2 separate regions of the Mus musculus genome follow, and region 1 is linked to region 2. The links are chromatin contacts, called in public HiChIP or PLAC-seq maps. All regions are on one chromosome and are shown on one strand. Each heading gives the region's core, a stretch centred on a gene start, on an enhancer-like site or on the middle of the called end of the contact. The rest is flanking DNA. Distances are from core to core; before and after follow the strand shown.

Evidence for each region. HiChIP or PLAC-seq counts read pairs in DNA pulled down with a chosen protein or histone mark.
Region 1: a contact with region 2 is called in a BATF HiChIP or PLAC-seq map of CD8 T cells, with 19 read pairs. The contact joins the enhancer-like site here to the promoter of Calhm6 in region 2. A contact is called at or near these places in 3 of 39 promoter capture datasets (the C10 cell line, cranial neural crest and maxillary cranial neural crest), 1 of 15 datasets of contacts at CTCF or cohesin (CD8 T cells), 5 of 484 Hi-C or Micro-C datasets (CD8 T cells, macrophages, nephron progenitors and 1 more), 2 of 115 datasets of contacts at active chromatin or transcription factors (CD8 T cells and embryonic stem cells) and 5 of 9 other capture datasets (adipose tissue, bone marrow-derived macrophages, embryonic stem cells and 2 more).

What each region holds. Positions count from the first base shown.
Region 1 is chr10:34,168,803-34,173,226 of GRCm38.p6, forward strand. All of the region lies in intron 2 of Dse (dermatan sulfate epimerase), which reads right to left. Among named protein-coding and RNA genes, the nearest start is that of Dse, 36 kb to the right of the region's middle. Within about 2 kb of position 3,084, at least 88 of the 459 cell types and tissues checked have an H3K27ac peak or open chromatin away from gene starts, as enhancers often do. A contact at or near this core is called in CD8 T cells, adipose tissue, bone marrow-derived macrophages and 1 more, where this site is marked.
Region 2 is chr10:34,125,833-34,130,324 of GRCm38.p6, forward strand. Calhm6 (calcium homeostasis modulator family member 6) reads right to left here and starts at 2,140. Exons shown (of 2, transcript NM_175449.4): 1 at 1,559-2,140; 2 at 235-734. The coding sequence starts at 2,077. The coding sequence ends at 312.

The DNA of each region.
Region 1 (4,424 bases), core at 1,834-4,333, 44 kb after region 2:
TTTGCATGCAGGAGGCAGAGAGAGACTGGGCTTTTAAACCTCAAAGCCCTTTCTCACTGACATACCCTCTCCAACAAGGCCACACCCCCTAATCCTTCATAAAATAGTTCCACAAGGTGTGGACCAATTATTCAGACATATGAGCCCTATGGGGCCATTCTCACCCAACCCATAACATTCCACACCCTGTCCTCGATACACTTGTAGCCATATCATAATGCAAATACATACAATCTAACTTCAAAAATGTCTATAGCCAAATATATGAGCCTATGGGAGCATTCTCATGCATGCCACCACAATTATTTACATTTAAGGGCCATTTTCTATACACACATACACACATATATTTCATGAAAGATTACATAGATGTTGTGTTATGATGAAAATTTTGCTTTTTACTGTAAGTCATATTTCAGAAAGTCTGAAGGTCGCTGTCTTAAAGGAAAAATTGATATCCTGTAAGTAGCTATGTCCTTCAGGCACTGAGTTCCCTACTAGAACCTGCCCCTTGGAAGATGCTGAAGTTGAAGCTGCCCTGACTCTCCAGCAGAGTGTCTGAAGCAAATTGAGGGCCCACCATGAGATCACTAGAAAGGAGCCCAAGAAACCAGAGAAGTTCAGAATGTCCAAAGCAGAGAAGATAAGGTGCTGAGAGGTGATCCCAGTCAACTTAAGAAGGAAAGATACAATTTATCACTTGTGCCAATATCAAATAAAGAGGACATCCCCTGTTTCCAAACAATTTTGTTTATTTGTCTGTTTGTTTTCTTAGAAGCCCTTTCCATTCAAAATAGATACTGAAATGATGTTTGCCCCATCACCTTATTCCAATAATGTTTATTTTAAGTCCTGGGACATAATTTCAAAAAGTATATCTATCAATCTGTCTGTCTGTCTGTCTGTCTGTCTATCTATCTATCTATCTACCTACCTACCTATCTATCAACCATCACTGAAAATATCATAGGAAAAGGACTAGCAAGAATTTTCCCTTGTGAATCATAAAAAAGTATTTTTGGATTATGCTATTTCATATTGACAAAACAAACTTAAAGTGATAGGAAATTATGAATCAAATTTGTAAACTATCTTCAAAACAGATTTAAAAACATTTCCCAAGTTTTAAATCTAAAGATACCTAATATTTAGATCTAGTAGCACTGAGAATAAAAATTAACCTCCTTGTTAAATGAAATCACATTCTCTCTTCTTTTCTGACCATGTGGCATGCCATCAAACTGGGTTCTCCACATCAATCGTCAACCAAGGTAAATCCTTCATAAACATCACATAGTTTTTAAAGATTTAACCAGTACAAGGCTCTGGGTCAGTCTATAGCAATGAAACAAAACAAAACAACAACAACCACAACCACAACCACAACCACAAAATACTTTAACAGGACTGGAGTTAATATATGATATGCTCTTAGCTATACGTGTTGGTTTTATATATTCTCCTCTCTCCCTTTCTCTGGATTTTTTCTTGTACATTCACAGCTGGGGAATCCTGAATTTACTAACATATGCTCACCACAATACTCCAAGCTCAAATCTCTGCCTACAGCTCATCAAGAATCCATCTGATTTCCCTGATTCCATGCTCCCTGTAGGTGGAGACGGCATGATGTCTTCTTTTCCTTCAGCTACAGAAAAGGATCTGAGGGTGCCCATGTGGCTTCACTGCCTGACCTTTCTTCTCATTCTTCCAGCTGTGACTTACTACAAAACCACCCTAATTAAATCTGACCTTTGAACTTTCCTTCTAAACATTGTTTCATCATCTACAGAAAGCATGCATATTGCATTTAAAGGTATATTTCCTCATTTCATAATTTCTTCTGGTGAGAACTGTATGTATGCATGCATGCATGTATGTATGTATGTATGTATGTATGTATGTATGCAGGAACATCCCCCCAACACACACAAATAATTGGAATATACACATTAGCAAATATGAAGTAGTGAAAGCAAAGCCTGAGAACTGTGACTGGGGCGATGTCTCTAGGGTGTGCAGGCACATTAAAGCTCACCATATTCAACAGTGTTAAGTATTGTAAGCTCAGTGGTGTGGTCTATCCTAACTCCAGGCCCAGATACAGCTGTCAATTCTCAGTTGAAATTATCATCTCTTTCCTACAACAGGCTCTAAGCTGGATGAACTTACAAAGGCCTCATCCTGGCTTGCCTCTGTCACCTGCTCCTATAAGTGAGCAGAGACCCTAAAAACACAAATTGCTACATGAGAAAACACTAGCTATTTTTATTTCAGAATGCAAGATAGCCCATACATCTGTGAGATCAGAACTGAATCAATGAAGCTGCAGCGCCTAGTGGAGGTACTCACTGAACCTCCATGGGTTTATAACCAGCAACATTTAGATTGTGAGAAGATATGCAGGACAGTCCAAGTTCTTCCACAAAGTGGAAAGAAAAGAAAGGGGCACAGAACAAACTGCAGGGGGAGACTTAGTTTAAAATGAGCAAAGATTGGGTGAGTGTAGCTCAGGGGTAGAAGGCTTCTCTGCATAACCTAAGGTTATGTACGCCTCCAGCGTGTACCCCCAACACATACACCTCAGAGAAGGAACAGACTAAAGCCGGATGTGGTGGCACACACCTACAATGCTGGTGCTTAGTGGCTAAGGCAGAAGAATCACTTCAGAAGTTCAAGATGTAACCAGAAAACAGTGAGACACCTCATGCCCCCAAACAAAGCAAAGACTCTGTATAATGTCTAGACTCTTGTTGAATTGGGTGGAAGCATGATAAGATATGACTGCCCCCCACCCTCTGTGTGTGTGTGTGAGTGTGTCTGTCTGTCTCTGATAGACTAGTTGTGATTGGGATTCCCAGTTTTTGACTTATAGCCACCATAAACATTGCTAACTTGATGATCTTTACTTTACAGTGAAAAGGTCACATGCACACATATCCGACCATGTTGCTGCTCCGTTAAACCCTTCATTGGCCTCAAAGAGCTCTTGAGAAAAAACTCCAAGACTCAAAACCTCACAGCTAGCCTCTCCTTTCTATAGTACATTTTCAGTTCCTTAAAGGCACTCTGCTTTCTTGCACTGTCAGCCAGCTGTGCGTCAGCTACTTTTGCCTGGGACAGTCCAACATGGCTCTCCTTCCACCTCTTGGATGAGTCACGATTTTGTTCTTGTTCCAGCTAGAAAGTCTTCCCCCATGCTTCAGGCCCCAGCCAAACACCTCTTGGGTCTTCCCATTGTGCTTTAAGTTGGCTGACGATATTGTCATCTCCATTAATATTGTTCATTAGTTTTTAATCTTCTATGAAAAGCAAACCACCCTAGGCATAACAGATGGATAACTCGTGCTTACATTTCTTGATGTCTGATACTTAGCAAACTGCTTTAAACTGAGTATATCGATGATTAACTTACATGACATAATTAAATGTCTTACTACAAATGAAATTGTCTGTGTTGAAAAAAAAAAGGAAACATAAAAGGAAACCCACAGTCTCTGGGGCCCTCCACACACAGCCATAGTGCCTGGGCCTTCCACATTGATCCACATTCCTTAGGGCTCTCCACATAGACCCAGGGGCTTTCCACACAGACCCATACTCTCTATGTAATTCCAGCATGAACATCTTTCACTGGCTGGTCAGCCTTCACCCACGGCAACTGTTTACTCTCCTTCAGACTGCTGGATAGGGGTCCCAAACTCTTCCAAGTTTTTATTCTCTGGTACATGTCACCTTTTTTTTTTTAAATACCCCCTGCATGAATATTTCAACTTGGTTGTTCACTGCAATTGGGAAGAACAAACTTATAACAACAATGTCTCACTAACTCAACAAATCCTCTGAAGTACAACATGAGACAAACGTATTTACCTCCAACTTAGGACTAGGAACTGATCTAAAGGAGCCAAATAATATGTTTAGAGTCCCAGTTTGGACTCAATATTAAATAACAAGCAATGTGGCTCTGGAGTCCTAGTCATTTCCTGCAATGGTGTACAACTGCCCACTATCTAACACCACTAAGCACTCTCTGCATAGATGGGAGGAAGTGGTTTTAAAGTGAACACACTAAAGCTTTTCAGTGGGAACACAGTATAAGATGATAAGAAACTAAGGCTCAGGGGTTCTGGAAAGAGAGAATATGGGCTGGGAAAAGAGCACTACAAAGAAAAGAAACCTGAGACCCTGGGAAGAAACAGAGATCCACAAATCCTGACTATCTTACCGCCCCTGTGCAGTACGGTGTCTCTGTTATTACAGGCTGACAGACTAGGCCAAAGGTTGGTGACATGCGGATCTTCAGAGTGAAAGTGACACCAAATGGGTATGAGCAGCTATGGTGTACAAGGCACCAAATTACATTCACAGCTGGAGGAAGACTCAGGATTTCTGCTCCAGGCAAACCAATTCATTCACAGTAA
Region 2 (4,492 bases), core at 890-3,389:
CCTAGTCCTGCAGTGACTTGATATGCCAGTGGGGGTGGGGTGGGGTTCCCTTCTTAGAGGAGAAGGGGAGGGGACAGTGGAGGAGGGTCTATATGACAGGAGGATTGGGCAGAAAGAGGGGGCTGCAATTGGGATGTAAAGCAAATAAATAATAGAAAAAAAACCAATATAATACAAAGGTTAAAAGTTTGTTACAGTTTCAGAATTAAGTCTCAAAACTTGGGAGAAACAGCCTTAAAATATACCAATATTTATTTTTTTATATAAAAGCAACAATTCAAAACATTTTTTTTTTCTGTTCTTGTGTAAGATCATAGTTCGTGAGTGTTAGTCATGGACATGTCATCTACAAAGCCAAGGGCAGGGATCACTGCATCTCCTTCCACAGAGCGGACACTGCCGCTCATTTCTTCTCTGCTAACATACTTGTGCAGCATGCTGTAGAACTGGTTCTTGGGATTGAATGTGTACAACGCTGAGATTTCCTGCCAGTCTTTACTGCTTGGAGTGTTGCATTCCTTCGGCTTCGAGCACTCAAAGAAACATCTAACATTCTCTTCGGCCAACTGTGTCGCATTCTCTGCAGCTTGATTTTGAAGAATCTGCTTCTCCTTTTCCCAATAGATTTCCCAGAATTTTAACTGCAGATAACTAACCGGAGAGAAGCATCGGGTCACAGACTTAACAAGAAGAAGTAAGATAATAACGGCAGCTATCAGAATCCAACCGAACACCTACAGGAAACAAAACAGGAAGGCAACTTAGTGACTTTTGACATTATAAAAATTTAAAAGCCCGAGATAAAGTATTTACTAAACTATTTACCAGCTTTGATAGTGAACAAGTCTTGTCTTAAGCCCTTTAGAAAAAGAACTGTTGGTAGTAATTATCCTCCACCAGCTGGGCGGCGGTGGCGCACACCTTTAATCCCAGCACTTGGGAGGCAGAGGTAGGCAGATTTCTGAGTTCAAGGCCAGCCTGGTCTATAGCCTGAGTTCCAGGACAACCAGGGCTGAACAGAGAAACCCTATCTCGAAAAAAAAAGAAAAAAGAAAAGAAAAGAAAGAAAGAAAAAAACAAAACAAAAAAACTATCCTCCACCACACACACACACACACAACACAGTACAACAACCCTACTGCTGTTTTAGAAAGTCAACAATAGTCCATTAGTCCAAGTCATGTAAAATATACAAAAAAGAGCTCACGTATCACTCCCCTGTAACTGAAAATGTGGGGCTTCTAGAAAGGGTACTCATTATAAAGAGCATCTCCTCCTCCCGCGCCCCGGGGCTTTCTAAATGTGTGGATAGTGTGTTTGGGGCTGGCAAGATAGGTTCTAATGTAATAATGCTTCTAGTTTTCCCAGAATATACAAAATTCACCTGTCCTGAGGCTTTGCTACACAGTGGAAGGAAACACTAAAGAATAACATAAAAAGTACTTCGGCTCCTACTGAGGGGACAAATTTCCCTATTTAAATATTCAGTCCCTGGTCTAGAGAAAAGTCACTGACTTCCTCGCGCCTCTGAGCCTCCCCATCGCTCCCAGAGCCTGACCTGAGACTGAGCCTTGAGCTGGCTCAGGATCTCCTGCATTTCCACCTTCTGCTTGTTGCAGGGAGCCTGCGGTAGCGTGGCATTGCAGTTGGGGTCGCGGCCCTTGCACAGGTATGGCGCCAAGCGCGCGCTCCCGCTGACAGCACATTGGTAGAAAGAGCCCTCGAGCAGCGCCACGGCCACCCAGGTGAGGGGCGCGAATGCCGCGGTCATGCTGAGCTGGGCGCACACGAACGCGCTGCGCAACCCCGAACTGAATCGCGCGCTCCGGGAGCAGCAGCCGGTGAGCAGGCGCCATGTGCGCGCGCTCAGCGCATATCCCAGGAGGAAAAGCGCGAGGGCAGGCACCAGCAGGAACACCAGGCCGTAGGGCAGGTTCCAGGTGGCAGTGCAGGGACACTGGAACACCACTGAGGAGAAGATCTTCTCCCCACCAGCCGTCAGTAGGGTCACCAGGCTATAGCCCAGGGCGTTGCGGTGCTTTCTCTGCAGGTCCAGCACTGCCTTGAACTTTTCCATGGGTTCTGCTCACACTGGACACCCCACAGGCTCTGCTTCTCAGGAAGGTTGAGTGAACCGTGTACTGTACTTTACATCGTGCTTTGAAGCAACTTTCAAAAAGGAAACCCTTCCGGGTTTCACTTTCTTTTTTTTCAATCACACCAGTTCTGGTAAAGTCCCACAAATAAAGTCCCTGTGATCTTTGATCTCCTAAGATCCACTCCACATCCCAAGACTGTAGGGAGCAGAAAAGTCCTGAGCAAAGAGAAGATCTGAATGACTGTGTATCTCAACATGGGCAGCCTGTGAGACTGATTGGTCCATGTAAATTCGCAGGAGCCATTACCCGTACAGGTCACAGTCAAAAGTAACAGCAAAGCTGTCCTTGGGAGTCTGAGTATGTTTATAAACAGTTGACCGGTGCATGTAAAACTAGCAATTGCAGCCTTCTCCTGGAAGTTTATAGGCTGTGACTTCTGCCCTACAGAGATGGCTTCCCAATCTAACCCCTTTTCCGTGCTGTACCTAATATACAAGCTAAGGGGAGACCCACCTGACCCCCGCCTCATTGTGTCTGCATGCCTGCTCCTTTTTCGTTCTTTCTTAGCCCCTAGCCAGCCTTCCAGGATCCAAACTGCAAAGGACAGAGCAGAAGGCTGAGGTCCCAGTCACATGACTCCCTCAGTTCTGGAACGCTTTCAAGAAAACTCCGGTTCTGTTTCTTTGCTTTCCTCCAACCCAAAGTGACCTCTTACAGTGTAGGCAGATGACCAAGCTCGGAAAACTTCTGAATTTTTCTCTATTGCAGCAGCCCTAATGCCAAAGCCAAGTCCCAGTTACAAAAACCCACAACATTTACAGGAAACAGGAACATTTCATTTTTCTTTCATAAGCTAAACCACAGTAAAACTGAGAGTGAGAGATGTCTTTAATCCTAGCCTTTAATCGTAGCATTGGGAAGGCAGAGACAGACAGGTGGATCTCTGTGAGTTCAAAGCTAGCCTGATCTATATCTGGAATTCCAGGGCAGCCAAAACTCTACCGTGAGACCAACCCTGTTCCAAAACAAAACAAACAACAACAGCACAGAAACCAAAGCAGAATGCTAGTTAAACCAAACAGTTTTTAAGTTGAAGCTACATCTAACATGACTCCTGTTTTCATTCCCCTCCTGGTAGTTCTTCTGATACAAACTCTAAGCAAGGCTGTGACATTGAACTCTACTATTTCATAACTCCCAATGAAGTGGAGAAAGCTAGAAAGAGCACGAGCTTTGAGCTCAGGCATTCTGTAAGTCCAGCAGCTGATGAGAAAACTGCATTTGGTGCATGTACATGGCAGAAAGAGTGATCAGTTTGGCAGGTTACAACTTACTCTCCTTTTCCCTGAGAATGTACAACAGTTAACTTTATTGCATATCATTTAAGGCTCCAAATGTGTTCACAGTTTTAGGCCAAGGAATAGGCACAGGCACTTCGTACTACTCAAAATAATTCATATGGCCCTTAGCCCAACACAAGGATGGCATCCACACAGAGCTTGAGTAGATAGTTTGTGAAGCGAGGGAGCCATGCAACCGGGGGAACCAGCCCAGAGCCAGAGAGGCCTAGGCATGTCCCAACCCCCAAAATCTCATTCTGAGACCCGCAGGAGCAGGACTGCTCCCTGCCTGCCCTGGATCTGCATATCCAAGTGCATATAGCCTTCCACCCTATACCTCTGCCACCCTTGAAGTGGCCACATAGCCTGGTGGCCAGGTTAAACTTCCTCTTTCCTTATAGGGACATGTCCAGCAAGCACGTGGAATTCCTCTTCATGCAAATAAAGCATTTCCAGCACCCTGACCCTGGCCCATGATGTACACTCACCCAGAAAGCCTTTATCCAACTCCCCAAATAATAGCCTTTGTTCCCCCACAATTAAACGAGCTGTCTCGCTGAAACTGTCTCCCTAAAAGGCTGCTTCTCACGTACGCAGTGCTGAGATCCTATTTTGTACTCACCCTAGCTAAGCAACATTTCCTCTAGTACAGCCCAGGAGACTGGATGCCCCGAGGGGAACAACAGAACGGGGGTGGCAGATAGTTCACAATAAATTATCTTCCCAGCCACTAGGCTGGCTTTGTCTCATATAATAAGTATAAATTTTTGACATGGGTCAAGAAACATTTATTCCTTTCTTAGGCCACTTGCCTTCCTAGCTATACACAACAGAGACTGCCATAGTACCTAGCACTAAAGCTGGACAAAGTGTAGTGAGAGCCCCTCTTTTCATCTATGGCTAGAAGCCAAGCCCAGATCAGGATTTTTTCATGGTGTCATCTTCTTTTCCATGTGTCTTGGCTAATTTCCTTCTCATTGCTAGATGATTCTTCATCTTCATCCCTCTCATATTTTCTTCCTCATCCATGATTTTCATATTCCATCAAAAAGA